7 separate regions of the Mus musculus genome follow, and all the other regions are linked to region 4. A link is a contact called in public HiChIP or PLAC-seq data. All regions are on one chromosome and are shown on one strand. The core of a region is the stretch at or near the end of the contact, and the rest is flanking DNA. Distances in the headings are between cores, read along the strand shown. Region 1 holds the start of B4galnt1 (beta-1,4-N-acetyl-galactosaminyl transferase 1). Region 2 holds the start of Gli1 (GLI-Kruppel family member GLI1). Region 3 holds the start of Baz2a (bromodomain adjacent to zinc finger domain, 2A). Region 4 holds the start of Stat6 (signal transducer and activator of transcription 6). Region 5 has its middle 17 kb from the start of Gm23996. Region 6 holds the start of Kif5a (kinesin family member 5A). Region 7 holds the start of Pip4k2c (phosphatidylinositol-5-phosphate 4-kinase, type II, gamma).

The links. HiChIP or PLAC-seq counts read pairs in DNA pulled down with a chosen protein or histone mark.
Region 1: a FOXA1 HiChIP or PLAC-seq map of pancreatic cancer cells shows a contact between it and region 4. The contact joins the promoter of B4galnt1 here to the promoter of Stat6 in region 4. A contact is called at or near these places in 3 of 39 promoter capture datasets (embryonic stem cells and liver), 1 of 484 Hi-C or Micro-C datasets (embryonic stem cells) and 3 of 115 datasets of contacts at active chromatin or transcription factors (embryonic stem cells, memory CD8 T cells and pancreatic cancer cells).
Region 2: a contact with region 4 is called in an H3K4me3 HiChIP or PLAC-seq map of embryonic stem cells, with 5 times the contacts expected there. The contact joins the promoter of Gli1 here to the promoter of Stat6 in region 4. A contact is called at or near these places in 1 of 15 datasets of contacts at CTCF or cohesin (the NIH/3T3 cell line), 3 of 484 Hi-C or Micro-C datasets (CD8 T cells and embryonic stem cells), 3 of 115 datasets of contacts at active chromatin or transcription factors (bone marrow-derived macrophages, embryonic stem cells and hepatocytes) and 2 of 9 other capture datasets (adipose tissue and pancreatic islet).
Region 3: a contact with region 4 is called in a FOXA1 HiChIP or PLAC-seq map of pancreatic cancer cells. The contact joins the promoter of Baz2a here to the promoter of Stat6 in region 4. A contact is called at or near these places in 6 of 39 promoter capture datasets (the C10 cell line, cranial neural crest, hippocampal neurons and 3 more), 1 of 15 datasets of contacts at CTCF or cohesin (the NIH/3T3 cell line), 4 of 484 Hi-C or Micro-C datasets (B cells, embryonic stem cells, pre-pro-B cells and 1 more), 25 of 115 datasets of contacts at active chromatin or transcription factors (the 230-238 cell line, the NIH/3T3 cell line, the SCID.adh cell line and 17 more) and 4 of 9 other capture datasets (adipose tissue, embryonic stem cells, liver and 1 more).
Region 5: an H3K4me3 HiChIP or PLAC-seq map of embryonic stem cells shows a contact between it and region 4, with 12 read pairs. The contact joins the enhancer-like site here to the promoter of Stat6 in region 4. A contact is called at or near these places in 6 of 39 promoter capture datasets (the SN4741 cell line, cranial neural crest, frontonasal cranial neural crest and 3 more), 10 of 115 datasets of contacts at active chromatin or transcription factors (the 230-238 cell line, the SCID.adh cell line, T-cell acute lymphoblastic leukemia and 6 more) and 1 of 9 other capture datasets (pancreatic islet).
Region 6: a contact with region 4 is called in an HNF4G HiChIP or PLAC-seq map of pancreatic cancer cells. The contact joins the promoter of Kif5a here to the promoter of Stat6 in region 4. A contact is called at or near these places in 3 of 39 promoter capture datasets (hippocampal neurons, liver and pre-B cells), 1 of 115 datasets of contacts at active chromatin or transcription factors (pancreatic cancer cells) and 2 of 9 other capture datasets (adipose tissue and pancreatic islet).
Region 7: a contact with region 4 is called in an HNF4G HiChIP or PLAC-seq map of pancreatic cancer cells. The contact joins the promoter of Pip4k2c here to the promoter of Stat6 in region 4.

Annotation. Positions count from the first base shown.
Region 1 is chr10:127,163,174-127,167,025 of GRCm38.p6, forward strand. B4galnt1 (beta-1,4-N-acetyl-galactosaminyl transferase 1) reads left to right here and starts at 1,983. Exons shown (of 11, transcript NM_008080.5): 1 at 1,983-2,346; 2 at 2,831-3,049; 3 at 3,545-3,709; 4 at 3,826-3,852. The coding sequence starts at 2,832. Gm51819 (a long non-coding RNA gene) reads left to right here. Exons shown (of 3, transcript XR_003949045.1): 3 at 492-510.
Region 2 is chr10:127,339,924-127,343,524 of GRCm38.p6, forward strand. It overlaps Gli1 (GLI-Kruppel family member GLI1), which reads right to left and starts at 1,656. Exons shown (of 13, transcript NM_010296.2): 1 at 1,636-1,656; 2 at 1,282-1,395.
Region 3 is chr10:128,090,483-128,094,275 of GRCm38.p6, forward strand. Baz2a (bromodomain adjacent to zinc finger domain, 2A) reads left to right here and starts at 2,301. Exons shown (of 30, transcript NM_054078.2): 1 at 2,301-2,368.
Region 4 is chr10:127,641,106-127,644,536 of GRCm38.p6, forward strand. It overlaps Stat6 (signal transducer and activator of transcription 6), which reads left to right and starts at 1,881. Exons shown (of 22, transcript NM_009284.2): 1 at 1,881-2,144.
Region 5 is chr10:127,968,644-127,972,137 of GRCm38.p6, forward strand. No RefSeq gene overlaps it. Among named protein-coding and RNA genes, the nearest start is that of Gm23996, 17 kb to the left of the region's middle. Within about 2 kb of position 1,393, at least 33 of the 459 cell types and tissues checked have an H3K27ac peak or open chromatin away from gene starts, as enhancers often do. A contact at or near this core is called in liver and second pharyngeal arch cranial neural crest, where this site is marked.
Region 6 is chr10:127,261,518-127,264,855 of GRCm38.p6, forward strand. It overlaps Kif5a (kinesin family member 5A), which reads right to left and starts at 1,846. Exons shown (of 29, transcript NM_001039000.4): 1 at 1,251-1,846. The coding sequence starts at 1,379. It overlaps Gm40800 (a long non-coding RNA gene), which reads left to right and starts at 2,787. Exons shown (of 2, transcript XR_872171.2): 1 at 2,787-3,184.
Region 7 is chr10:127,210,263-127,213,951 of GRCm38.p6, forward strand. It overlaps Pip4k2c (phosphatidylinositol-5-phosphate 4-kinase, type II, gamma), which reads right to left and starts at 1,360. Exons shown (of 10, transcript NM_054097.3): 1 at 1,076-1,360. The coding sequence starts at 1,249.

The sequences.
Region 1 (3,852 bases), core at 733-3,232, 480 kb before region 4:
CCTGTAAGGTGCCTTCTCCATCCAACAGTGACATCACCTGGAGACCAGGTGCTCAAATATCTCAGCCAATTGAGGAGCCTCTTCATCCAAACCACCACATCCTAACACACGGACACATGTACGCACATGTATGAAGAACATATGTGTGTGTGTGTGTGTGCTTCACAAGATATTTCCATGCGTAGGGAAACAATATATGAAAAATCTCAAAATACCATTCTCTCAATGAGGTTAATCTTCAACACTTGTGCGTGTGTCTGCATGTGTGTGCTGTGTGTGTGAGAGAGAGAGAGAGAGAAGAGAGAGAGAGGGGGAGAGAGAGAGAGAGAGAGAGCCTGAGGAGACCAGAAGAGGGCACAAAGTCTCCTAGTGCGCAGTTATGAGCCACTCAACATGGGTGCTTCGAATCAAACTTGGGTCCTCTAGAAGAGGGAGAAAAGCTCTTAACCACTAAGCCATATCCCCCAACCCAACTGTTGGCTTTCTGACAGGGTCTCACTTACTTAGACCAGACCAAACCTGCTAACTCCTCAGCTCCTGACTCCACGGTGTTAAGAAAGGCATGCGCCACGTCGGTTTTGATTCTACCAGTCAAGAATAAGATGACTGCCACAATTTTTGAACAAAATTTGAAGCAAGCTTTAATACTAGCCAGGATGATGGACTCTGGCCAGTCCACTCCAGGGTTCCTAGAAAATGGCCACCAGCTACAATGGCCAGGTGATTATAAAGGGCTAACTCACAGGCTATGCCTTGGTCAGATGGAAGCAAGCATACATCCTGACATACTTCCTCCTACCTACCTCTCAACTCCCTGTGATCCCCTAGAAAAGTGAACGCATGTGGCTTGCTATCTGATACGGGTAACAGCTTCCAGAGAATCGTGGCGTATCTGTCCTCGGGCAGGGAGTTGACCGGTTACAAAGATCATTTTGATTCACGGAGTTCTTGGGCACAGTAATAAAAACCTAACTTTGCATTCTACACCCGATGTCTATCAAGTGTTTTGTAAATAAATTTATTCCTATTTACAATAATATTCTATCTACATGTGGGTCTGTGAAGGGGTATCCAGACGCCCGGGAACTGGAATTATTGTTGTAAGCTGCCATGTGGGTGCTGGGAATTGAACCCAGGTCCTTTGGAAGACCAGCCAGTGCTCTTAACTGCTGAGCCATCTCTCCAGTAAGTGTTTTATATAGACAGGTTTACTAATATTTCCCTTCGCCTCTTGCTTAGGGGATCTCTTCCGACTGTAAAGGAAAAAAAGCCCTTGATTTATTTTAAAGGTTTTGTAATTCTACTTTTAGCATTTGATCTGAAACTTCTGGTTTAAGGGTGGGTTTTCCCTCTTCTCCCCAACACACACACACAGTTCATTCAATATTGCTTATCTACAGCCCCAACCCCCAGACACATTTTTCATTATGTTTTACCTATTTTTCTATTCAATTTTGATCCTTCTGAGAACCACAGGACTTTGTTTCTGGTCAGTGTCGGGAATCAAGCCACCTATGGCCTACTTCACTGTCCATCTGGCCACTTTCTGCGGTTCCTCTTCAAGTCTGTACCAAGAAGCAGTTAGGGGAAGTAGGCCGGCCATTGAGTAACGGCTTGCCTCGGTTGATGGCTGGAATTCGGAGCCAAGAGGTCAGAGAGAGGCCGCTGTCTTTGTTGCTCGTGAGGCAGTGTTCACCTCCAGGGCTGGCTGGTTTTATTTATTTCATCTTCCCCATCCAAGTGTTCCTTGAAATGAGGTTAGACCGCATACTGAACCCAATCGCCCTTCCTGGGGCTACACTGTGAACGAGTGGGGAAATGGCGGGGACCGGGAACTGGCATCTTAGACACCGCGGTTTGGGGACGAAGGGATGTGAAAAGGGGGGACCTTCCCGGGAGGGCTCATCGCCTAAGCAATCTTCTCCGCGTCCGCCAGACGGCGCCGCGGAGCTCGCCATCCCCGCTCAGAGCCCGAGCCTGTGCCGCAGCCAGCCCGGGAGCGGCGCTGCGCTGCGGTGTGAGAGCCGGGCGGAGGCCTGAGCCCTCGGCTGCCTGGGAGCGCGACGCGGTGCCAGGGCTTCCCCGCTTTGTCGCTGGGGCTGGGGCGCGGCGGATTTACGATCCAGTTCACCCCGGCAGGAAACGTTCAGAACCACCCCCGCGCTGCGGTCTACAAAGCCCCGGAGTCCGCAGGCGGGAGGAGTCGGATCCCCGACACTGTCGGGCTCCCTCCCGCCCAGCTCCCGCATCAGGCCGTCGCCGGCCTCATGAGGACCCCCCGGCCGGGGCGGAGAACCGGGCACTGCCCGGACCGCGATCCTGCCGCGGCCTTAGAACGTTAGACAGGTCAGTGCGCTGGCACGCCCGGCGGCCGAGGTGTGGGCAGGAGCGGCGTCCTCCTGGCCTCGCGCATCGTGCCCGTGGCTCAACGAGGCCACCCGAGGGTCACCGAGGCCGGGCACCCGCGAGCGCGGGCGCGACACCGTGCCTTCCCTGACCCGCCAGGTGCAGTACAGCCGCCCCTCCGCAGCACCCTGGCCCGGCTGCTGCCCGTGGGGTGGGGGTGGGGTCCCCGAGGGCTGCGCACCCAAGATACTGCATGTCACCACGGCAAGCCTTGGGTGTATGCGGAAGCCCAGAGGCGAGAGAGAGGCGGAAGAAAGGAGGCCGGGAGACCTTTGGCGTGAGCATGAGGGAAGGGGTGCGCGCCGTGCGGAGCGGAGATGGCTGGCCTTGGGTACCTGCGCGAGCCTCGGAGGCGGCGGGGTCCAGAGTCCCGGCCCTCACGTTCTCTGAGAGCCTGGTCACCTCTCACCCTCCCCCATATCAGGATGCGGCTAGACCGCCGGGCCCTCTATGCGCTAGTCTTGCTGCTCGCCTGCGCCTCGCTGGGTCTCCTGTACTCCAGCACCCGAAACGCGCCAAGTCTCCCGAACCCTCTGGCATTGTGGTCGCCCCCACAAGGTCCCCCGAGACTCGATCTGCTAGACCTTGCCCCTGAGCCTCGCTACGCACACATCCCGGTCAGGATCAAGGAGCAAGTGGTGGGGTGAGTGCGGACCGCGGCGTGGCGGCGGCGACAGCGCAGAACATGCTGGAGGGGGTGGCCGGGGAGCTTTTGTTTCCTCCAGTGCTAGACTCGGACGCTGCTTACTGCTGACTGGTTGGGTGCAGTTATCAGGGAGGTGGAGAGGGCTACCGAAGCTTGAACTGGGGGGGAGACAGGGGCGCGGCAAATCTATCCTCCTCAACCTTGTCGCCGCCACTGGAGTGTGGGAGGATGTACAGGCAAAAGAGCACCCGGAGACTGCCTGCTGTCTTGATTTAGACTTGAGATTCCAGAAGGGTTCCTGGATGGCGGCTACGTAGACATCCTAGTAATTGGCCCTAGTTCGCACCTCTGTAACGCACAGATTTAAGGGATAAGCTGTCTCTCACCTGTGGGCAGAGTTGAGGGATCAAAGTGTGCAGCGCTGTGCGTTTTGTGAGATAAATGGAGCTTAGGTACCTACCTGGACTCTGAAGCCGCTTCTCCTCCCTTTAGGCTGCTGGCTCAGAACAACTGCAGTTGTGAATCCAAGGGAGGAAGCCTTCCCTTGCCCTTTCTGAGACAGGTTCGGGCGGTTGACCTCACTAAAGCCTTTGACGCTGAGGAGCTGAGGGCTGTTTCTGTCGCCAGGGAGCAGGAATACCAGGCCTTCCTTGCAAGGTACCAGTGAGAGAGGAGGATCCAGCTCTTCCCAGGGAGGCCAGTGGTGTCGTAGTGACCCCGTTGGAAGAAAGAGCTCCTCTCCTACTGACTCCTTTATCACCTCTACACTACAGGAGCCGGTCCCTGGCTGACCAGCTGCT
Region 2 (3,601 bases), core at 406-2,905, 300 kb before region 4:
CCGAATCATCTTCGCAGTCTATTTTCTAGAGTCCTCTACGTACGTACCCCTTCTCCCCAACTCCCTGGAGTCGGCCCCACCCCCTTTTCCCGGTCCCGCCTTCCCCGCCCCCGTGCCTTCTCGGCCCACCCAAGTCGCCGCCGCAGGCTCTGGCTGCAGACGGCTCAGCTTCCCCGCCCGCCTGGGGAGCCCAGAAAAGCGAGGGGGGGGGTGAAGGGTGGAACATTCTTCCCTCTCTCAGCGCATCCTGAAAGCAGGCAGTAGCGCCCGGGGGGGGGGGGGAGGCACTATTGGAAAGTGGGGTCCCTATAGTGGAGTGGGAAAAAAGAAACCAGAAACTAAGAGAAAGAAGTGCCTGTGTAAATAAGGTGTGCGCGGAGAGGACACCTTGGATTCCTGGGTATCTCCGCCGGCTTCCTAAGGGTTAACCCCTATAGACCCCCGGGAACCCCCTAGTGACGTCAAGAGTGAGTCGGAGACGTCTGTCCGGCGGGGATGCCCAGAGAGATAATGGAGGGGGGTCCTTCTGAACCCCGCCCCCCTAGGGTAAATCACCCGCGTTCACGAACTTTCTTCCCAGAAGAAAACTGCCCATCTTTTCTCCCCGTACTGGAAGGAAAGACCTATACCATAAAGTCCCTGGTTCTCCGGATGCCCCAAACCCTCGGCCTCTACGGAGTTTCCTTTCCTTGATGCTGTTCCCAAAGCTAACTGTCCTGGGTTGATTGTTTCAGGGTCATGGGGCCTGAAAGAGGATTCAGAGCGGGGAGCAAGGGCAGGCAGGGTGGTCTGAGCCAGAGGAGGGGCCTCGGTCCCCAGATCCCGCTTGGGCGGGGGGCCAACAGGGATACACAAGCTGGCAGTAGCCAGTGGTCCCGCTCTGCCCCAGTAGGGGTCTCCCGGCGCCTGGCTTCAGCTGCCCCGGTGGTCCTGAGGTCAGAGGGTCAAAACAAGGTCTCCCCAGCTCTTCCTCTTCCTCGGGGGCCCTGCCCACAGTCTTTGGGAACTCAGAAGTCCAGAATTCCTAGGGATTTTCTACGGCCTACACCGCATGTTAGGAAACCCACCCAGCCTCCTCCCGAGTCCAAACCCACTCCTTTGCCCCTAAACCCCATGTGCACATCTGTCACAGCCACAGGTCAGGAGTCCAATCCCAGCCCGGCCCTCAGGGGTTCTGTTGCCTGGCACACCGCTACTCCCACCCCACTGAGCGCTCCCTTCTTTTGCGGTGGGTCCCGTCTTAGAAACACTGACGTCTTCCAACGGCGCTCAGAGACGCACCTGGAGTTCCCTCTACCACGCAGACCTCCAGCTGGCCGTCCCAACTGCTTCTTCATCCCAACCTCAAGAAAGGGAGAGATTTCTAGTATGTGGGAGAGGCGCGGACAAAGAGACCTGGGACAGACACAGATTGTCAGAAAAAAAGAAGGGGATGCAGAGAAAAGAAGGCACAAATTAAAGCAAAACAAGAAAACACCCAAACTTCCTAATTGCTCTCCCCAAACTCTCCCAACCCCATATTGCCTCTGAGCCCCAGGTCTCCTTCTGGGATAGGGTGAGTCCCTAGGCGTCAGAGCATCTCCTCAGCCCCTCCCCCATCGCTCCCAGGTGGTCTCCCGCCTGCCCCCCTCTCACCTCCGTCGGGGCGCGGTGCTCGGGATGCGTGGTCCAGGGCTGGAAACTGGGCTGGGGGGGGGGGGAGGTGTGTGGCGGGGAGGGGGGTCACAGGGCCACTGCAGCGCAGCTTCAGTGCCACCCCACCCTCCCAACCTGGCCCCCAGCCCTCCCGCCGGCCCAGCCCGCCGGGCCTCGAGCCGGGACCACCCGCGAGAAGCGCAAACTTTTTTTTTCCCCTTTGCAAAAACTTTTTCTCGCTGTTGCCACCCGCACGCTACGGCTCTTCCCGCTCACTTCCCTCGTATATCCTTCCTTCGGACCGTTCTAGAAGATGAGCTGGGTGGATAGAAGCTAGAGAGGGGGTGCCGGGCTTATGGCACCCCCAGGACCCCCAGGATCCTCCCCCTCCCTTGAGGGACCCTATACTGCCTACTACCCCCCCCCCCGCCCGAACACGCTGCTCTTGGTGGACAGTAAATCCCGGCGCGGATCCCTGGATCGGCTGTCCACGAAGAGGCTCTGAACCAGAGCCAGGAAAACATTGAGGAAAATATTGCGCGGCGGGAGAGGGAGGGGGGAAAGCTCACCCAGAAAGTTAAACCAGAAGCCTCGGTCTTCGGCTTCATTGGTCGTAACTGAGCTTTCCCCATGTCGTGGTCTGTAGGCCAGCCTCACTCTTTGGATGGAACGTGGAGCATTTGGAGAGTTGGGGTTTGGGAGAAAGAAGTTGGGTTGACTGATGTAGAGGAGGGGAGGGGGTGCGACCTATGGAACATGAAGGAAGAACACGGGCTAGAGTTCTAAGTGCAGAATGTGCATTCACAGATCACTGAGGACAGTGGTGCTCTGTGTAGAGTACCTCTCTGGAGAAACTCCGTTCTCCATCTCCAAATTCTGGACGCAGTTGCCACCTCCACACCTCTCTCTTTAAGGCTTTTCGCGCCCTCTGCTGGTCGTCCTAGCACATGGCACCCCTCGGAGTGGAAATGATTGCACTGGCGAACTTAAGGAAATTTGACAGGTTCCTGTCCCCAAAGCCCAATCGGATGCCCAGGGAGCTGCGTGAGCTCAAAGAAACAGAAGGGCACGCCAGGGAAGATTGCGAGCCCCTTGGGTAGTTCGTGATAGGGGAGTACCCTGTCTCTTTGAATCTGTGTTACCATGGTGACTGGACACAGAGAGAGGGCCTCTATTTCAGTTTCCCACCTGAGAAAGACTCAAAAGCATGGCGGGGTGGGGAGAGAGAGTCTTCCCTTAAACAGATCTCTCAGGCCATAGCGCTGTTTTTAAACCACCTTCTTGGCTCTGCAAAGTAAGTGTTTTTTGTTTGTTTGTTTTTTGTTTTTAAATTAAGATGGGCCAAGCAGTGGTGGCATACACCTTTAATCCCAGCACTCGGGAGGCAGAGGCAGGCGGATTTCTGAGTTCGAGGCCAGCCTGGTCTACAGAGTGAGTTCCAGGACAGCCAGGGCTACACAGAGAAACCCTGTCTCCAAAAAAAAAAAAAAAAAAAATTAAGATGAAGACAGGGACACATATGAGACCTAACAAGTGCAAGGAGTCACAGTAGAAACAGATAAGGGACAACACTCCATATAACTGACAAGTTACATCCATGAAATTTACAAGGTACCCACAGCCAGGCCAGACCAGTAACCACAGAGAAAGAGTTCTACACGTGTCATGTGACTTGTCTTACACAGACTGACAGTTTTGGAGCCTTTTGAGTTCTGCGGAAAGGGAAATGCTTTTGTGTTTTGATGACAGACTGTTACTCAGTAGTCCAGGCTGACCCAGAGTTTACTCAGGAGCCCAGGCTGAGCTCAGGCTCACAGCTGTCCAGGCCTCAGCCTCCCCAGTGCTTCGGTGACAAGCACAAACCACAAGACTGCTTTCTCCTGTATTCACTTAAAATTAACTGTTTTATTTCCAGGCTGTCTGGCGCACGCCTTTAACCCCAGCACTCGGGAGGCAGAGGCAGGCA
Region 3 (3,793 bases), core at 1,051-3,550, 450 kb after region 4:
CTTATTCAAGACAGGGATTGCGTTTTTAGGAAATGCTGACTATCTGTCACAATTGAGGGTCTTGTCTAGGTACTCATTCAGAAAATTCTTAATATATTGCCAGAAATTTGAACAAGCCTAGCTGTGCATGTTTGTGCTTGAGTCTTCAGGGCAAAAAAAAAAAATGGTCTCTTAAGATCCCTTATGAAAAAGTTTTAAGGCTTCGGTGATGTTACAAAGAGTAATCTTGATACTGTTGCCACTGGGACTTTTGAAAAGCAGTACTTCCTCTTCATAAAAATGGGTACCTTAGCACACACTATGCTAGGATGTATTTTGTGCCTTACAACGTGTTTGAGCCCAGCCAGTGGCCTCTTGTGGAAGCATTTGACACTACAAGACCTGCAATCTCACCATTTTGAAATCTATTTAAGGCTATTTGCAAGGAGGTATTTCTATAGTCTAATGACTATTTACAAACCAGCTGGAGTTGGCCTGGGGAGGAGCCTACATCTATAAGTTTCACCTTGTAAGGTTGTCCACTTGGGGTAGAGCTCTGGACAGCTCAACTCCCAATTCTGAGCTCTGTGACCTAAAGGGCTCTGGGAAAGGTTCCTGGGGTGGAGTAGAGGCTTGAGCTTCCATCTGTCTATGACGTCCTTGGCTCCAGTCCCTCCTGTGTCAAGATTAGGACAGAAGGTGGCGCCCCTGAGTTGCCTGTTCTTGGTAGTTTGCTCTTGGAGCTTGGGTTGGGGGAAATGCTGTTACCGGGTGGGGACAGCTCCAGATCCTGACTCGAGTCGGCAAAAAGCTGATAAAGACCTAAGAGTACACAGGTCACCTCTTTCTGCTTTGTCACCCAAGTACAGACTTGGAAACTGATATTTTAAAGGTCATTTCCATCCCGGTGTTCGTGTTCTCTAAGGTTTGTAGAGAACCTTTCTCTCTCGCTAGCTGTAACTCTTTGTTTCCTTCATCCTTTACTGTCCCCTTCAACCACAGTCCTAAAGTATTAATATAGTTCTAACCTTCCTCCATATTTCTCCGGTCGGCCCTGTCCTCGCCTCCTCCCTCTCTCCACCCAATGAAAGCCCCGCCCTTCCCTCCTCCCTCCCACCCCAGTCTGTCATACAGGGACATCACCCTACAGCAGTTCAGGCTGTGTCGTTCGCAGGAAGCATACATTGGCTTTTTTGGGGTTTGCGAGTTCCCAGCCCATAGTTGGACAGGATCCAACAGTAGCCTTCAATTGAAGCAAGACCCAAGGACAGTGAGAATCTGGGTCCTAATCCTGAGTCCTGCCAGCCTGACATGGGTAAGTATGATAGCTGCCCCTGGGAAAGGCCTGAGGGATGCCCAGCTCCCTCTCTGGCTGACTCAGCAGGGGTGGGGCCTAACCTTTGCTCTTTTGGGGGAGTGAAGGAAGAGAAACGGACTGTGGGGGGGACACGGGGCTTAGCTGGTGAGCTGCTGAGCATTGGCAAGCTCCAGCTCTAAGGAAGAGCCTGGGGTTGTATCTTAGGTTAGGGCTTCCTTCCTCACCCTAGAACCCCCCGCTCCAATTTAAGTGCAGAGATTCAAGTAGTATTTTACTGTATTCATTACTAGTTCAGTCTTGGTCTTGTAAGAGATGCTTCCCCTCCCCCTAGTTTCTCTCGGTGTTTCTTCCTCCCCCCTTTAACCCACCACCGGGTCGGGGCTGCACTGAGCAGCTGCTTCCTGTTGCCCCAGAGGTTGCTGCAAGGGTGGTGGTGGTGGCTGGGGCCAAACCGAGCAATGAATAAAGTCGATTCTTAGCCCTGCATCAGCCTCACGACCCTGTTACGGATGGCCTCCACCATTGACAGGACAGAGAGCGTTTTGCCTCTGTGGTTTCCTGATTCCAGATTTGTACAGCTGTAGTACGGATAGGGCCGGGAGAAGCCTGTTTACCTAGCAGGGCGCTGTGCGTGACCCCGACATGCTCTCGGCCTTGAGTTCCCTCTCCTGCTCTCCTAGGCCTCCTTGAATCTTTGTGGCTCCCACTGTCTCTCCAGCCTCCTTTGTGAATAAGTCTTAGCTGGGCGCCCCGTGCCGGCAAAAAGAGCTCTTCAAGTACTCCAGTTCAGACCCACCGCTGTCCCCAACTACGCCGCAGAAGTTTCTGTCTTTTCCTGCATCTGGGATCCTTCCTGGTTCTGGCCCCTAGGAGACGCCACCCGCCGTCCCCTCCCCCAGCGGAGCCTTCGCGACAGCCGTCCCTGAGCGCTCGTCCTCACCCGGGTGGCTCCTGCCCCTTTAAGCGCCGCCCCCCCCCCCTCCGCCGCCGGCCTCGGGCTGGGGGAGGAGGCGCCGCCGCCCGGCTCGGCCACCTGCGCCGCCGCCGCCGCCCGGCCCGGCCCTGCTTCAGGTGAGGCCCGGCATCCGCCTCCAGGCCCGGGGTCCAGGGCAGGGCGTCCCCGCAGCCGCTTCCTCCCCTGGGATCCAAGCTCTGACCTTCCCTGCGCCCGCTGCCCTTGCTCTCTCCCCCGCCCTGCCTCCTCGCCCGTTCCTCCCCTGTCCTCTGCGCCCGGGATCCGGAGGCTTCTCACGCCTCTCCGCCATCCTCTCCCGGGAACCCCTCCTATTCCGGCCCTGGATCTCCCCTCCCCCGCGCCTCCCTCGCCAGAAAGCTCTCCCGCGGTCTGGGTTTCGCCTCCTCTTCTCTGGAACTAGCGCTTTCCCACGCCATCCTAACCCCGGAGGGGGGGGGAGATAACCGCCACCCCAACCCCTCTCCTGGTAGTGCGGGGGGCGGGGGGTACGACGCACGTTACGGGCGCTGTCCGCCCTGCTCCGCTCACCCTTCAAGTTCAGCTAAGTCTCACCTAAAGCTTTTCTTGCCGAGTTTGGGGTCGGACCCGAGCACCGCCCCCTGATCTCGGTGGGAAGGGCGCTCGGCCCCGCTGGAGCTGGCCCCTCCCCCTAGTCCGGGCGCCGGGGGCAGCGGCGCTGCGGGAACCTTGTGATACTCCGCTTCAGCGGCTGTTGCGGCAGAACAAGACTGGGGCTAAGTCTCTAAGGGATTGGGGGTGCTGGGTAAGGCAAAGGAAGCCCAACCTTCTCTATTTCAGGTTACTCCAGAAAACAAAACAAACAAAAACCCCGAGATGTCACTGTCTTATATGCCTATCATATGCCCAGCTGTCCGTTGGGGAATTTGGAGACTAAATCCGAGGGGCGCAGACCCACTTGGAGAAGGGGAGGGGTTACAATCTTTTTGGCATATTATGAGAGAACCTAACCTTACCAAAATACGGTGAGATTGTCTCCTCCGAACCTGAGTGCCGAAAAGGAACCAATGGGAATTGCTACAGGGCCAAGAGCTGTGGCTAAGGCAAGATCGGTTCAGTCATGGAGTGGGAGGTCTTTATAATTACCCTACCTTCAATAGGAAATACTCTTTCCATCCAGCTGAGCCCCGAGCTCCTTCTCTAGTGCCCCTGCCTCCAGAATTAGTAGAATGGGTGTCAGGGTTTGTCTTATACTACTCTGAGTCACAACTAAAGGTGCTGGGAAGGGCGCAGTGTGTGTGTCCTGTAGTGCTTAAGGTTGGATGCTTGGAGTGTCTTGAAGAGGAAAGGGAAGGTACAGCTAGGATGCATACCACCATCTCATAGCCCCAGCCATCTGGCTCCAGAGTGGCTGGCACAATGACAGCTGACCCAGAGACAGGGAGGTACAGCAGGAACTTGGAGGGTGAGAAGGCGGTGGCAGGTGTTTATCGCCACTTCACGTCTCATCATCCTCTGGCTTGTTTTGTGGGAGGTTCAGTCTGTTCCCCAGACACTCTTCT
Region 4 (3,431 bases), core at 631-3,130:
CCAGGCATGCACATGGTATACATTCATGTAGACAGTATATCTATAGACATTAAGAACAATCCATCAAGGGGGCTGGAGAGATGGCTCAGATGGTTAAGAGCACTGACTGCTCTTCCGAAGGTCCTGAGTTTAAATCCCAACAACCACATGGTGGCTCACAACCATCCGTAATGAGATCTGACTCTCTCTTCTCGAGTGTCTGAAGACAGTGACAGTGTACTCATATGTAATAAATAAATAAACAAGAACAAAAAACCCAACCCATCAAATATTAATTGTTGGGTTGGGATGTGACTCATTTGGTAGCATCCTTGCCTGACATGCAAAAAGCCCTGGGTTCAGTTCTTAGCATCACAAGCCCTCTTGCTGTTTGTTGCATATTTCTAAGCCTGGTACTTGGGAGGTGAAGTTAAAGTTTGTCCTTGGTTACTAGGCAATTTCAAGGCCATCCTGGGCTACATGACCCTTTGTCTCAACAACAGCATCAACAACCACAGTCCAACCAAGTAGCTGAGCAACAACAACAACAACAAAAGTACCTCCTGCTTGCTGTTTACTAGGTGACCAGAGTTCCTCTGAGCCTTTATGTATCAGTATATTCTATTCTCACAACCCCACAGCTTAAGCCACTCTGCGTGCTCCGTCCTACAGATAATGAACCAGCCAATTCTGCAGTTAGCATCTTTGGCAGGACTTGAACACAAATAGGTCTTGCTCAGAGTCCATGATTATATTATATGTACATGTACAGTTTGCTCTGGCACCTGGGTGGATCTAAGTTTGCACTGTGTACAGTGCCCACGGATGTGCAGTGGAGGAATCAGCTCAGGCACCAGGGGGCGCCAGAAGCCTGGCTTTTGCTCTTTCAGCCCAGCCCTGAAAGGCAATGGAAAGCCAAAATTCCAACTTGACACAGCCACCCTCAGACTATCCCTCCATACACTCGACTTTCAGGTTTGGCCTTTTGTTATCCTCCCCAACAAAAACTACAGGACAGTCCTCTGGTTATGATGGTGATTCAGAGGCTGAACAAGGGGCGTGTGTGTGTGTGTGTGTGTGTGTGTGTGACTCTAAGAGGCTCTGAGGGCTGTCATGTGTGAGAGCCTGCTGCTACATGTGTAAAGCTCAGACACGCGCGTGTGCGTGTGTGTATGTGTGTGTGTATGCGTGTGTGTGTGTGTGTGTGTGTTTTCTTGTGGCCAGGGAAATTGCACATATTTGTTTTGGGGTGTGTCTCAGTGTTTACCTCAGAAACAGATAGGAACTTTGCCAAGGTTGCACAGCATATTCACATTCAAACTTGGCACCCTGGCAGCCCTCAGTGGCTATCACTAGGGTTTGGGACGTGGTATCCCCGAATGAATTCCTTTTCCTCCAAGGGACTCCCGGAGACTTCCAGAATTCTGAGCTAAGGGTTCCCCTCCCCCACTTCCTCCCTACAGTATCACGGGACTTCTAAGGCGTTCCTGCCTTGGAAGGAGGTGAGCCTAATTGTGCAGGGGCCTCGGGCTCCCAGCTGTTTTTCAGGGTCCTCCACTGGAGGACGCACACAACCCAGATGTCCCATAGCACAGTTCCCCGAGGTCCCAATCTCTGGCCCGGAGAAAGTTTGTGTGGTAGCTAGGCAGTTCGGGGTGGCATGCCTCTGCCAGATATTAGGTGACTTTTCCGAGGAGTGGGGAATGGATCAGTGCTAAGGGGATTAGAGTAAAGGTCAGCCTCCCTCCAGTGTGGTTCAATGGAGCTCCAGCTTTGCCCTCCCCACTACGTGCTTCCCCACCGGGTACATACAGGTTCACCCCACTTTCTTCCTCTTCCTCCTCCAGCCCACTTTCTCTTCTCTGTGTCGTCAGAGCGCCAGGGAGGGACCTGGGCAGACAGAGAAGCCGGAAACAGCAGGCCGGGGCAGCCAGGGTTTACAGTGAAGAAGGCCCGGAGACGAGTGCGTGCGTGCCTGTGTGTGTGTTTGTGTGTGTGTGCGCGCGCTCGAGCGTGTGCGCGCGTGCCTGTGTGCATATGTGTGTGTGTGTCTGTACACATTGAGTTTTTAGGGCCAGCCCAGGACCCGCTGGACAGACCTACAGACCCATGGGGCTTGGTAGTGCCCTCTGAGAGAGGGAGAAGATAGCAGCGGGGCTGCTGAGGTGAGGGGACGTCTGCGAGTAGGGAAGGTTATGGGGGGGCTTTGACGAACCACGAGGGATGGATTTTCGGGGCCTCTCGGATCCTCCCCCCTGGGCGGGGCAGTTGGTCCCCTGAAAATAGTTTCATCTGGGGTTAGCTGACGGCACTGGGTTTTGGCAGTTTCCAACTTTCGAAGGACTCGGGTGGGTACAGGCCTCCACATTCCGGTCCCCAACGTGTCGCGTCACTTTCCCCAATCCTCAGCCCTGCGCCTCCTGGGTCTTGGGACAGTCGCTGGGCAGAGGAGAAGAAAGGTTCTCTGGGTTGGGGGACATGGCTGCCTTTCCCTAGAAGTTGATGCTCCAGGGTCCCCGAGCCTGTCCAACCCCTAGCTGCTGCCCGCTAAAGGTTCCTACTCAGGGTGTGGCTGGAGGGTGAGAGAGACCCAGATGTAGATCTCATGGTGCCCCAGAGGAGGGGGACTTTCCCCCTCACTTTTTTGGCCGCAGTAAACCCTGAGATTTCCCCGTGGAGGGCAGCCGGCTGGGGGTTAACCCTCCTCATGCTGACCTGGCTCCACCTCCTCCCACCCTTTCCCACCCCCACCAGCGCCGCCACCGTCATATATACACGCACATTGGACAACTCAGGGAAGCCCTTGACTTTTGATATTGGGGTCACACGGCCAGCGGACTCGGAATGCGGGAGTGGAGGGGATAGATTTAGGCCACCAAGCTTACGAAGAAGCTTCTAGGTTGTCGGGCTTCCCCTACGGCGGGGAGGGGGAGCCTGGAAGGGAAAGCTCGCCCCGCCTCTTGAAGTGTAGCTCCGCCTTCCCACCCTAGGGGACTGATCTCAAGAAAGGACGGTCCTTGTCCTAGCCCGACCTATAGACCCTGCAACGTTACCGGCAGCTCAGGAGAAAAATATGGCTTAATGGCGTCTGGGGTGGGGGAAGGATGAGACTTGAGTCACTCTACAGGGAGATTTAGAGGAAATTGGAGCTGTTCCTGGCTTGGCGGTCCCAGTCCCCAGTAGGGTAAGGATAGGGCCAAAGGTCTGGAATCCGAACATTCCAGAGACTGGGAGGAAAAGGGAACAGAATCCTCTCTTAAATTTGAAAATAAGACAAATGTGACTCTTCGGGATGCCCCACCCAACGGGGTAGACAGTTTTAGAGCAAAGTCTGGTTGGAGGACCCTATGCAAGAGTTGAAGACTCTGCCTTTGGGAGTGAGAACTCAGGGAGTGGGAGAGCAACCGGGAAGATGGTTAAGGGTAGGCAATGTCCTGTGAAGTGGCCTCCTT
Region 5 (3,494 bases), core at 143-2,642, 330 kb after region 4:
CCAGGGCTATCTACAACAGAAACCAGGTGATCTGGTTTCTAGGGTAACACACACTGTGCCCTTTCCCAACCACTCCAGGGCAAGTGAGCAGCTTTATTCTACCAAATGTTTCCCATGATGCTCTGCCTTGCCTCAGATCTAAAGACAATGGACCCAAACTAGAACCATGAGTCAGAATAAATCTTCCTCCTTTGAACCGATCTTCTCAGATAAGAGGCTGGACCTTGAAGTTCTCTTATCCCAGTTATTCTGAAGCCACCAGACAAAAGGTGATGCCTAACAAAGTCACCAGAATGGAGCCCACACATTAAGGAGCCATGGGACATCTTGCTAAACAAAAGAAAAGGAAGAATTATAGGTTCTAGGAGGCAGCAATTTGATAGGCTTTGGACAAGGCGCTGTGTGAAATGAATCTCAGGCTTAGACTGCAAAATGAGTCTTGGGTTCCTCTGTTTCCTGGGGAAGACCCATTGAGAATAATGCACATGGTTTCCACCATCCCTCAATTGCATCTTAGCGCTGGTCTCAAAGAAAGGAATCGGCTATACCCTCCTATTTAATCTTACATGCCCCCGTAACTGAAGCACTATTGCAGCTGTTGGCATTAGGAGAGAAAGCTTCAGTTTTCTTCAGGGATGTGGCTCCTCGTATATCAGTCGGGCTCCCGTGGATGGCCCCTCTGAACAATACAAATTAGATCCAACAATGAGAAAAAAGAAAAAAGAAAGAAAAATGAAGAGACTCAAAGTTGAAGCAGGGGGCTGGAGAGATGGCTCAGCAGTTAAGAGCGCCAACTGCTCTTCAGGAGGTCCTGAGTTCAAATCCCAGCACCCACATGGTGGCTCACAACCATCTGTAATGAGATCTGACGCTCCTCTGGTGTGTTTGAAGACAGCTACAGTGTACTTACATATAGTAATAAATAAATGTTTTTTTTTAAAGCGTTTGCTGCTCCTCCAGAGGATCTGAGTTCAGATCCCAGCACCCATTTCTGGATTTCTGGTGATTCACAACTCTATGTAGCTCCAATTCCCTCTTCTGGACAGCATAGTCTCTCTCTCTCTCTCTCTCTCTCTCTCTCTCTCTCTCTCCCTCCCTCTCTCACTCACACACACACCACATGCATGTACTATATGTAAAAAAAAAAAGTTGAAGCAGGCAGGGTAGGGAGTGAGAGTCAGTCTTAGAGGAGTCAGGAACAGAAATGGGGAGTAAGAATTTAGGAGTCTCATGAGCTGAGAATGTAGCTGGGGGGGGGGTGTAGGTTTCCTGCAGAGTTTGTTTCACATGAAGCCCTGGGACCTGGAATGGATCCCCAGCAAGTGTGTGTGGGAAAGATAAGAAATTACACCACACTTTGATTCCATAGGCCCTATCAGAAAGACCTTCGGTCAGGGAACATTTGAATTCTCCAGTTAGAGTTAATGTTTATCTTCTGAACAAGGCACGACATGCACAAGTATGTGATTACTGTAAGAAATAAATTCTGACCTTTCGGTTTTTGTAAAGGGACACCCAGCCAGTATTGGCCTAGTAACGATTGAATGGAAGACACTAATAATGCTACCAGCCTCCTTCCCCACGATGCACACTGAAACCTAACCTCCACAAAGCTACCCCTACACGGCCAAACTAGGAATTTAGAGCAGAAAATTACTGACAGCCAATCTGGCCTACAAAATCATGTGACCAACATGCTTTAAAAAAAAAAAAACAAGGTGTAAGATGTAGGGACAAGCCCATGCCCTCTTGAGAAAGGAACGACTGAGAAAATAATAATAAGCCCTGGGTAATATGCAGGACTGTGTGCCCTCCTGATTACACGGAGGATGTGGAAAAGGGGGAAGGGCTTGCTTGTGTTAAGGCTTAAAACTCTCCTCTGTGTTCAGCCCATCCCTAAGGAGTCTTTAGTGATCACTGTCATGAGGTAACAAAGCGGTTTTGTTTCTCCTGGTTGGCCACAGGCCTGGGATACCACTAAATTGTAGGCTTCTCTGTAACTCAACCTGCCTGGCTTGCAGATTGCCCATATCCCTCCTGTTACTGAATTCCAAATTCAGATGGAATTAATATTACTTGCTATTTCTTGCAGGCCTCCCATTTCCAGTGACCCTGGGCCCCAGGCATGACTAAAGAAAGGAAGAGCTTTAGCCTTGGGGCTGTTTCTGTTTGTAGAGAGTGGAATTTCGTCCTTTGGGGATTTGAACAAGCAAAACCTTTTTGTGACTTTTCATAGCAACACATGATCTGTAGTTCAAACTTATGACACAGATATCTTTAATTTATTTCTCTTTAGGCTACTTGACAAGAGACCCAGACCCAAGAGAGAGAGAGAGAGAGAGAGAGAGAGAGAGAGAGAGAAACAAATTGTATCCTAACCATCATTCTTATTGCAGCCCAGCTGTCTTGCTGTCCACATCTATCAAACATCTGGAAATCTTCACAGCATCACACGAAAAACTGGGCTATAGGTTAAAAGAAAAGTTTAAACTATTAATTCATTGAAAATTATTTGTTGGCTACTAATCCATTTAAACTGTTTCATCTTACGGGTTCAGTAATTCATTTAAAGTCACAACAAAGTCATTTGTTTTCTCTCTCTCTCTCTCTCTCTCTCTCTCTCTCTCTTTCCCTCTCTCTCTCTCTCTCTCTCTCTCTCTCTCTCGATTTTTTTATGTATATGATGCTCTGTCTGCATGTACACCTGCATGCCAGGAGAGGGCATCAGATCCCTTTATAGATGGTTGTGAGGCTTGTGGTTGCTGGAGACTGAACTCAAGACCTCTGGAAGAGCAGTCAGTGCTCTTAACCACTGAGCCATCTCTCCAGCCCCACGATTCTCTCTTAAATCTTAAAAATACATTGCTCAGGACTAGAGAGATACCCCAGCAGTTAAGGGCACCTGCTGCTCTTGCAGAGTTCAGTGCCCAACACCTACATGGCACCTCACAGCCGTCTGTCACTCCAGTTCCAGGGATCAGACATCTTTTTCTGAGATCCATGGGTGCTATTTGGTATGTGCACACATGTGCAGACAAAACACTCATACACATAAAATTAATAAATAATTTTTTAAATACCTTAGTCTTAATGTTGATACCCTCAGCTTTGAAGAGGGGAAGAAAGATTGGATGACTCTTAGGATAACACATCTTCTGTATCAGTTTGGAACAAATTCTCTTTTTGCTACTGTTTTTGTTTCAAGACAGGGTGTCTCTGTGTAGCCCTGGCTGTCCTGGAATTCACTCTGTAGACCAGTCTACTTTAAACTACAGAGATCACCTGCCTCTGAATGTGCTACCACACCCAGCCAGACAAAGATATCTGATTAAATTGCTTTCTGCAGATTGAGAGGGAATCTAAACCTCAAGTTAAGGTACAAACCGATTAACTGCATGAATCCTAAATTATCTGAACTTTGAGAGAGCTGTTTAAGGTCTCATCTTGGCTTTTCCTGAACTTGAAAGTCACCTGCCTCTGCCTCTAAAAGCTAG
Region 6 (3,338 bases), core at 596-3,095, 380 kb before region 4:
AGCACTGTGGACCAAGGCACTCAAGAATCATCCTGACCTTGACAACTGCCTTCATAGCTGCTCCTCCCATCTGATACTAACAACAACTTCTTGGCTCAATACCCCCAAAGTCCTACAGAACTGGACCTCAGATCCTCTTACCCTGAAAGTCCTTAACACCCTAAGAAAGGTGGAAGGAGCAAGACCGAGCGGCCCTTCAGACCATCACAATGGCCTGGAATGGAAATCTGGGGAGGTGGGGTGGCATAAAGGAAAACCATGTGGGTTTTGGAGTCACAGACTCAAGTTCAGTTCTGTAGACTAGCAGATCTACGGAGTCTCGGCATGACCTTGAGAAAGTCATTCAACTTCCTTGAACCTCAATCTCCTCGTCTGCAAAACGGAAGTATGAACACTGCTTACTGCAATCTTGAGACTTCAGTCCTAAGCACAGAACACCAAGTGCACAGAAAGCATTAATTCGCCTGACGATCTCCTTGGGAGAGGGCTGCCATGACGAGGTAGCACTCATACTACCTTGTATTGGATCTTCAAGACTAAGATGAATAAGCAAGTATGTACAAACTCAGGATTTGGGCACTTTGACTTGGGAGGGCTTAGGATCTGAAATCATCTTGATACTACACTCGGGATAGAAAGGCACACAGGCCCTTAGGATCCTAGAGGCTAACTCTCCAATTGGGTGTGGCATCTGTGTACAGCTTTCCCAGAAAACCCTTCACCAGATTTCTGCTCCCTCCCCCCAAGTCCAGGCAGCAACTACTAAAGGCGATGATGGAAGGGCCCGTCCTAGAACCCACTCCCATTCATTCCTCCACAGAGGCCCTAGACTTCTCATTTCCTATCAAGCCCATCCACTAACCTTCCCCTCCCTTCGTGGAGGTTAGGGTAGAGATGAGAGTCAATAACAAAGGGAAAACGCGCTTTCTCTAGGGGAGAGGGAAAACATCACAAAGGCAGGGAACTGGCTCTAAGGGGTGGGAACATTGCAAGAGAGTAGCAAAGACAAGTTGGGGTTCCTGATGACGGGAAAGGAGCCCCCTCCCACTCTGCAGAGACTTGGCTGCAGGCCTAGGCAGGCCACACCCAGCCATCCTGATGCAGGGGAGAGGAGGGGCTGCGGCGGAGAGGATGGAGGCTGAGCATCCCTGAGCTGCTGCAGGATGACAGGCAGAGGGACTAAGTCTTGGGGGTGAAAAGATTTTTGCATCCCGCCCCCTCCTCTAATTTCCTTCGGATGTAGCACTCACCCCAATAATGACGCTGTCGTCCCCTTGGAAAATGGGGATGAACTTGTCCCCCCGCAGAATCTCGGCCTGGTTCAGGGGCCGAAATCGGCAAAGCACCTTGATGCTGCATTCGTTGTTAGTCTCCGCCATGGTGGTCGACGACGACGAGGGGCTGGGAGCGTCTCCGACTGCAAGGGTAGCGTGTACTCCGGAGGAAGGGGACGCTGGGCTGAGGTCGAGGCAGTGGACAGGTGATCTGTCGCTGAGGCCAAGGGAGCAGCTGGAACGCCTCGGGGAAGATGAGCTTTCGGTGTCCTGCGGCACTGGATGCGGGCGACCTGGGCGTCTGGTCCTCTCGCCGCGCTGTGCCTCTCCGCCCCTCGCGCTGCAGCCGCGCTGCGGGCCTGGGCGGGGCGCGCCGGAGCCGCGGGGGCGGGGTTTCCTTCGCAGGAGGTGATCCTCCGAACTGCGACCACCCAAAGGTGGAGTTTGGCTTAGGCTCACCTGGTTCCTTGATTTGGAGGCTCGCAAATAACCTTGTCCTCACCCCTTCCCCACACAGCTCACTTTGCTACACGCGACCTGTCTGTTCCTCCTTAGACTCCACCTACAGGAATGGAAAAGAGGACTAAGGTGGGCCTGTCGCCTGCCTGGGAAAGAGCACCTACGGGCCTCCCATTCCCTTAATTCCAGAACACACACCCCCGCAAAAAACAAAACAAAACAAAACAAAAAACACCCATTACACCCCACTTTTCATATTTAAATCACACTTATCCTCCTTCTCCCAGCCTCTTTCTGCCCCTCAGATGTACAATGAGCCAGTGAGCCTTTACGGGTGGGAAGCTACAGAAGTGAAGTCTAGATCCCATGGCATGGAGAAAAGACAGGCAGGTCTTGCCTACTCCTCTATAATATAATATATAATAGAAGTAAATATAATATAATAATAGAAGGAAAGACAAGCTATCTTCCAGCCATTCAGGGACAGATGGAGTTCTCATCGAGGCCTCTAAGGTTGGGGTGGGATATGGGTAGGCAGGGCAGCTTTTGCAAGAGAACAGGAGTATAGCAGCCTGAGGAAAGGAACAAAGGGCCAGAGGTCCTGCTGTGAGGAGCTTCCAGGGCAAAGAGTTACATTTGGGTCTCAGACGGGCTCAGTATCTCTGTGTGTTTACTGCCCTAGTTACCTTTGGACAGAGTCTCCATTCTTTTCTTCTCCCAGTTTCCACATCGGAAGAAAAGAAAGAAAGAAAGAAAGAAAGAAAGAAAGAAAGAAAGAAAGAAAGAAAGAAAGAGAGAGGAAAGGATAGGAAAGGAAAGGAAAGGAAAGGAAAGGAAAGGAAAGGAAAGGAAAGGGGACAAAGAGCCAAGCCCAGAGAGTTCTTGTCCTGTCTCCTCCGCAGCCCAAAACAGGAACACCACGAGCTGGTCAAATTGATTTCGCTCAATGTCACAGCCTCTGCTTGTCAACAGAGAGCTCCGATGCAGGGCTTGAGGTTCCAGCCAAGGGGAAGATGGGGTGATGGGAGAAATCAGAAGGGAGGGGGTGGAGGCCTTGGCTCAGAAACTGGCCAGTGTCTAGGGTCAGTTAGTTACTAAGGGGGAAGGATGAGAGGGCAGTGGCCTAGACAAACAAGCCCTAACCGGCCAGATACCAGCTGAGCTGGGCCTTCACTAGTCACACTCCTTGACTCTTAAGGGAACCAACAGAAAGAAGCCCAATACATGACCTGGAGATCATGGTGACAGAGGCCGAGGCTTGGGCAGAAGCCAGGAATGAGAATGGCGAGTTCCTAATTCAGGAACGCTACCCTCGGTCGTTTGGCACTGTTTCTGAAGGTTGCAGCATCTTGCAAGCTCAGGAAATATACCAACGTCCAGCCTCTAGAGACAAGAAGGTGGCATCCTTAGTGACTTCAAAATGACAGTCCATCGAGGCAAGAATTCAGTGGGTATGTGTGCCCACACATGCCCCCAACAAGGTTTTTATACAGCTGCAACAGTTCATCCTCTATTTTCGGTTATTTTAATTTTTGAGATGGGACCTGGCCGGGGGGGTGGGGGGTGGGGGGTCCTTACACAGGCTAGCCTGTTCCTGTATTCCTA
Region 7 (3,689 bases), core at 110-2,609, 430 kb before region 4:
GAAGGTACTAGGGCAGCCTTATCTCCACTAGTCTTACCCACAGCAAATGCCTTAAATGGAATCCTCGCTAAAGATAATACCCCTGAGAGCAGCCAAGGCAGAAGGGAGCTAACTGACCGCCAGCGATGTTCCAATCAGAACATAACAATGTGGCCTCTTCCTCGCCCCCTCACACCTCCACAACACATCATGTCTACAACCCAAAGAAGTGGTAATCAAAATAGTCCCTGTCAAGCTCAAGATAACTGCATGCTTCCTACTCCCGACCTAAGTAAGGAGAAAACCAGCCATGCCTCACTAGCCTTGGTTCCTCCACGATATCCTCAGGACAGGAGGTGCACTGGGCCCATCGGTCTCAGTTGCACTGTTCCGAGCCCCTTCTGGCACCTAAAGTCCACCAATAACGTCCTTGCCACCACGGCTCCTCAACCTTTCCCTGGTTACAGGTGACTCCATTTATAGCAAACACCATCACTCCAGCCAACAATGGGGACACAGCTAAGCCCAAAGACATATATTAGCATTTCGACCTCAGAGAGGGCATCCCTAGGGTAGAGTGGGGTAACTTCTCTGAAACGCTGAATCTCTGGAAAGGGCATGCAGGGTTAGAAGGTCCAAAAAGCCTAGAGGCATTCCCAGAAAAAGCCAAGGTTCGAAAGTCAAGGGCTGGGGCTCAAAAGCAAGGTGGAGAGGAAATCAAACTACTTCTCTGGCCAGGCAGTAGTACCCAGACACGCTTCACGCACTGTCGCACCCAGACCTCACCAATAACCCTTCAGAGCCACTCCCCTTAATGTCCCTCTGGCTGCAGCCGGATCCTGGCCAGTCCCTGTAGCCTGGGGCTGGACCTGACAGGAAGGAGTCAAGGAACAGAGCTGGATATCAGGTGAAGATGGAACTCTAGGGGAGGAGTAAAGGGGAAGGGGACAGACAAGAGTCTCCACCAGAAGCCACCCCGGGGGACACCGGGGAATGGTGCGCTGGGAACCAGGCCGGGCGGGGGAGAGGCGGCAGCGCGAGGACCCGGATGATCCTCGGGCCAAGGGGCAGGAGCCGGGGTCCCGCCGGTTCTTACCGAGTGAGCGACGCCCCACAGGAACACGCCCACCAGCGGGTCCGCGGCCCGGAACACCTTCACTTTCTGCTGTACGAAATGCTTCTTCTTGGTTTTGGAGGCGAAGCCGAATCCCGGGCCGGGGCCTCCAGCTGCCGCGGGTGCGGTGGCGGGAGGGACGGAGGAGGACGCCATAGTCTCCCGCGCACCCGAGCGAGTGGAAGCGGGAGCTAGCCGCGACTCCGAAGCCCGACCCGGAAGCGGTGCTCACCTGCGCAGCCGTCATGTGACCGGAGGCCCGCCCTCAGGCGCGCGAGCGGGGCGGGGCGGGGCCGGCGGGGATGGCTCCACCCCCTCGGCTGCCGGGCGGTCACCTGGCTCGGGTTGCACTCACAAGGATGCGGGGTTGGCGCTGTGCAGGGCGGCGCTTCTGTCGCTTCCGGTTCTGTCCAGTTTCTAGTGGATGAGCTCTGTCCGTAGGCGAACGTTCTGTTTGAGACCGGTCTCCTTGCTTAGTCCAGGCTGGCTTCAAACTTGCTATCCCCTGCCTCATTCTCGGTATAAAGTTTGGGTATTACGGAAGTGAGGATTGGTCCTCCATGAAGTTGGGGTTGCAGACTCCATGAAGTTGGGGTTGCAGACATGACAAATTTAAATATATACATTTAATTGTTCTATGTATATAGGTGTTTGGCTGGCACGATGTAAGTTCAGTGCCCCGGAGGCCAGAGGAGGGCGTCGGATCCTCCGAACTGAAGTTGTGGGAGCTGGGTGTCAAGTATGGTCCTCTGGAAGAGCTAATGCTCTTTTTTTTTTTTTTTTAAAGATTTATTTATTTATTTACTATATGTAAGTACACTGTAGCTGTCTTCAGACACTCCAGAAGAGGGCATCAGATTTCGTTACAGATGGTTGTGAGCCACCATGCGGTTGCTGGGATTTGAACTCAGGACCTTTGGAAGAGCAGTCGGCGCTCTTAACCACTGAGCCCTCCCTCCCTCCCTTCCTCCTCCTCCTCCTCCTCCTCCTCCTCCTCCTCCTCCTCCTCCTCCTCCTCCTTCTTCTTCTTCTTCTTCTTCTCTCTCTCTCTCTCTCTCTCTCTCTCTCTCTCTTTGTTTTTTGGGTGTTTGTTTGTTTGTTTGTTTGTTTTGTTTTGAGACAGGGTTTCTCTGTATAGCCCTGGCTGTCCTGGAACTCACTTTGTAGACCAGGCTGGCCTCGAACTCAGAAATCTGCCTGCCTTTGCCTGTCAAGTGCTGGGATTAAAGGCATGTGCCACCACTGCCCGGCTAAGTCATGTCTTCATCTTCTGGAAATATGAAATTTTAGGTCATGGCCCCAAGTTGATTTTTTTTTTTAATTCGTTCATTAATTCATCTAGTCAACAGGTATTTACTGAGAACATAATTGGAAGCCACTACCATTTTGGGGCTGATTCTCCTCTGGTTGAAGCAAAGGAAAAATTCTACCCTAGAGGAATTAAAAGTCTAAAGACGCAGACTAGCCAAGGAGAAGGCTGCAGTATTAAGAGATAAGGACATGCCGGGCAGTGGTGGTGCATGCCTTTAGTCCAGCACTCTAGGAGGCAGAGGGAAGCAGATCTCTAAGTTCCAGACCAATCTGGTCTACAGAGCAAGTTCCAGGACAGCCGGGGTTACACAAAGAAACCTTGTCTGGGAAAACCAAAATAAATAAATGAAAAGGTAAATTCAGAGCAAGATGTTGAAAGGCTTCCTAGGGAAAGAGCAGTATACAAAGATGAAGACCAAAAGGAAGACAGAAGACATAAAGACATAAGGCTAGAGACGGGACATGGGCACAGGAGACCCTCTTTGCTTTACACTGCTAGAATGTTTATTCTGACATTCCGGTGGATGACGAACATTGCCAAAATCCGTATACTGATGGTGAGCTAACCCAGTGAAGATGAAATGGCATCTACAGGCACAAGGTTTGAGGCCGGAAGTGTCCCTCAGTGCTACAGTGTTTGGCTAGCATGTGCAAGACCTGGGCTCATTCCCAGGTTCCACAATAAATAAAGAAGCACATGACTAAATAAAAACAGCTCAAGGTCAATTTGGAAAATTCACTGAGGGTGTGAGATTCAAAGGACAGGAGGAAGTCCCAGGCCGTGGCTACACCGAGAGGCTGTGGTGACTGGAAAAGGGCCCAGTGTTTAGCAGAGCCATCTGGACTGGGGATACAGGTTTAAGGATTGCCGTGGACTCTGTGGTCATGAGTGACTTTTCTCAGAACAAGCAAAGGACACTGGGACAGAGTATCATAAAAGAGGCCGGTGCAGCGCTGTTGAGATGCGTCTGTGTAAAGCCACGCCTGATGACCTAAGGCCTACCCCCAGAACCTATATGAGGGAAGGAGAGAAACAACTCCCACCCGTTGTCTTCTGACCTCCACATACACGGGCCTACCCACACATACACAATAAATAAATGTAACGTTTTTATTAGTTAAAATAGAGCTAGAGAGACGGCTCAACAGCTAGAGCACTAACTGCTCTTCAGACGACCTGGGTTCAGTTCCTTACATCCACACCGTGGCCAGGGATCCTGTCTCATCCTGCACAGTTTGGTCCTGGAAACCTGACTTGGGGTGGGGATAAAGAAGGGACAGATAA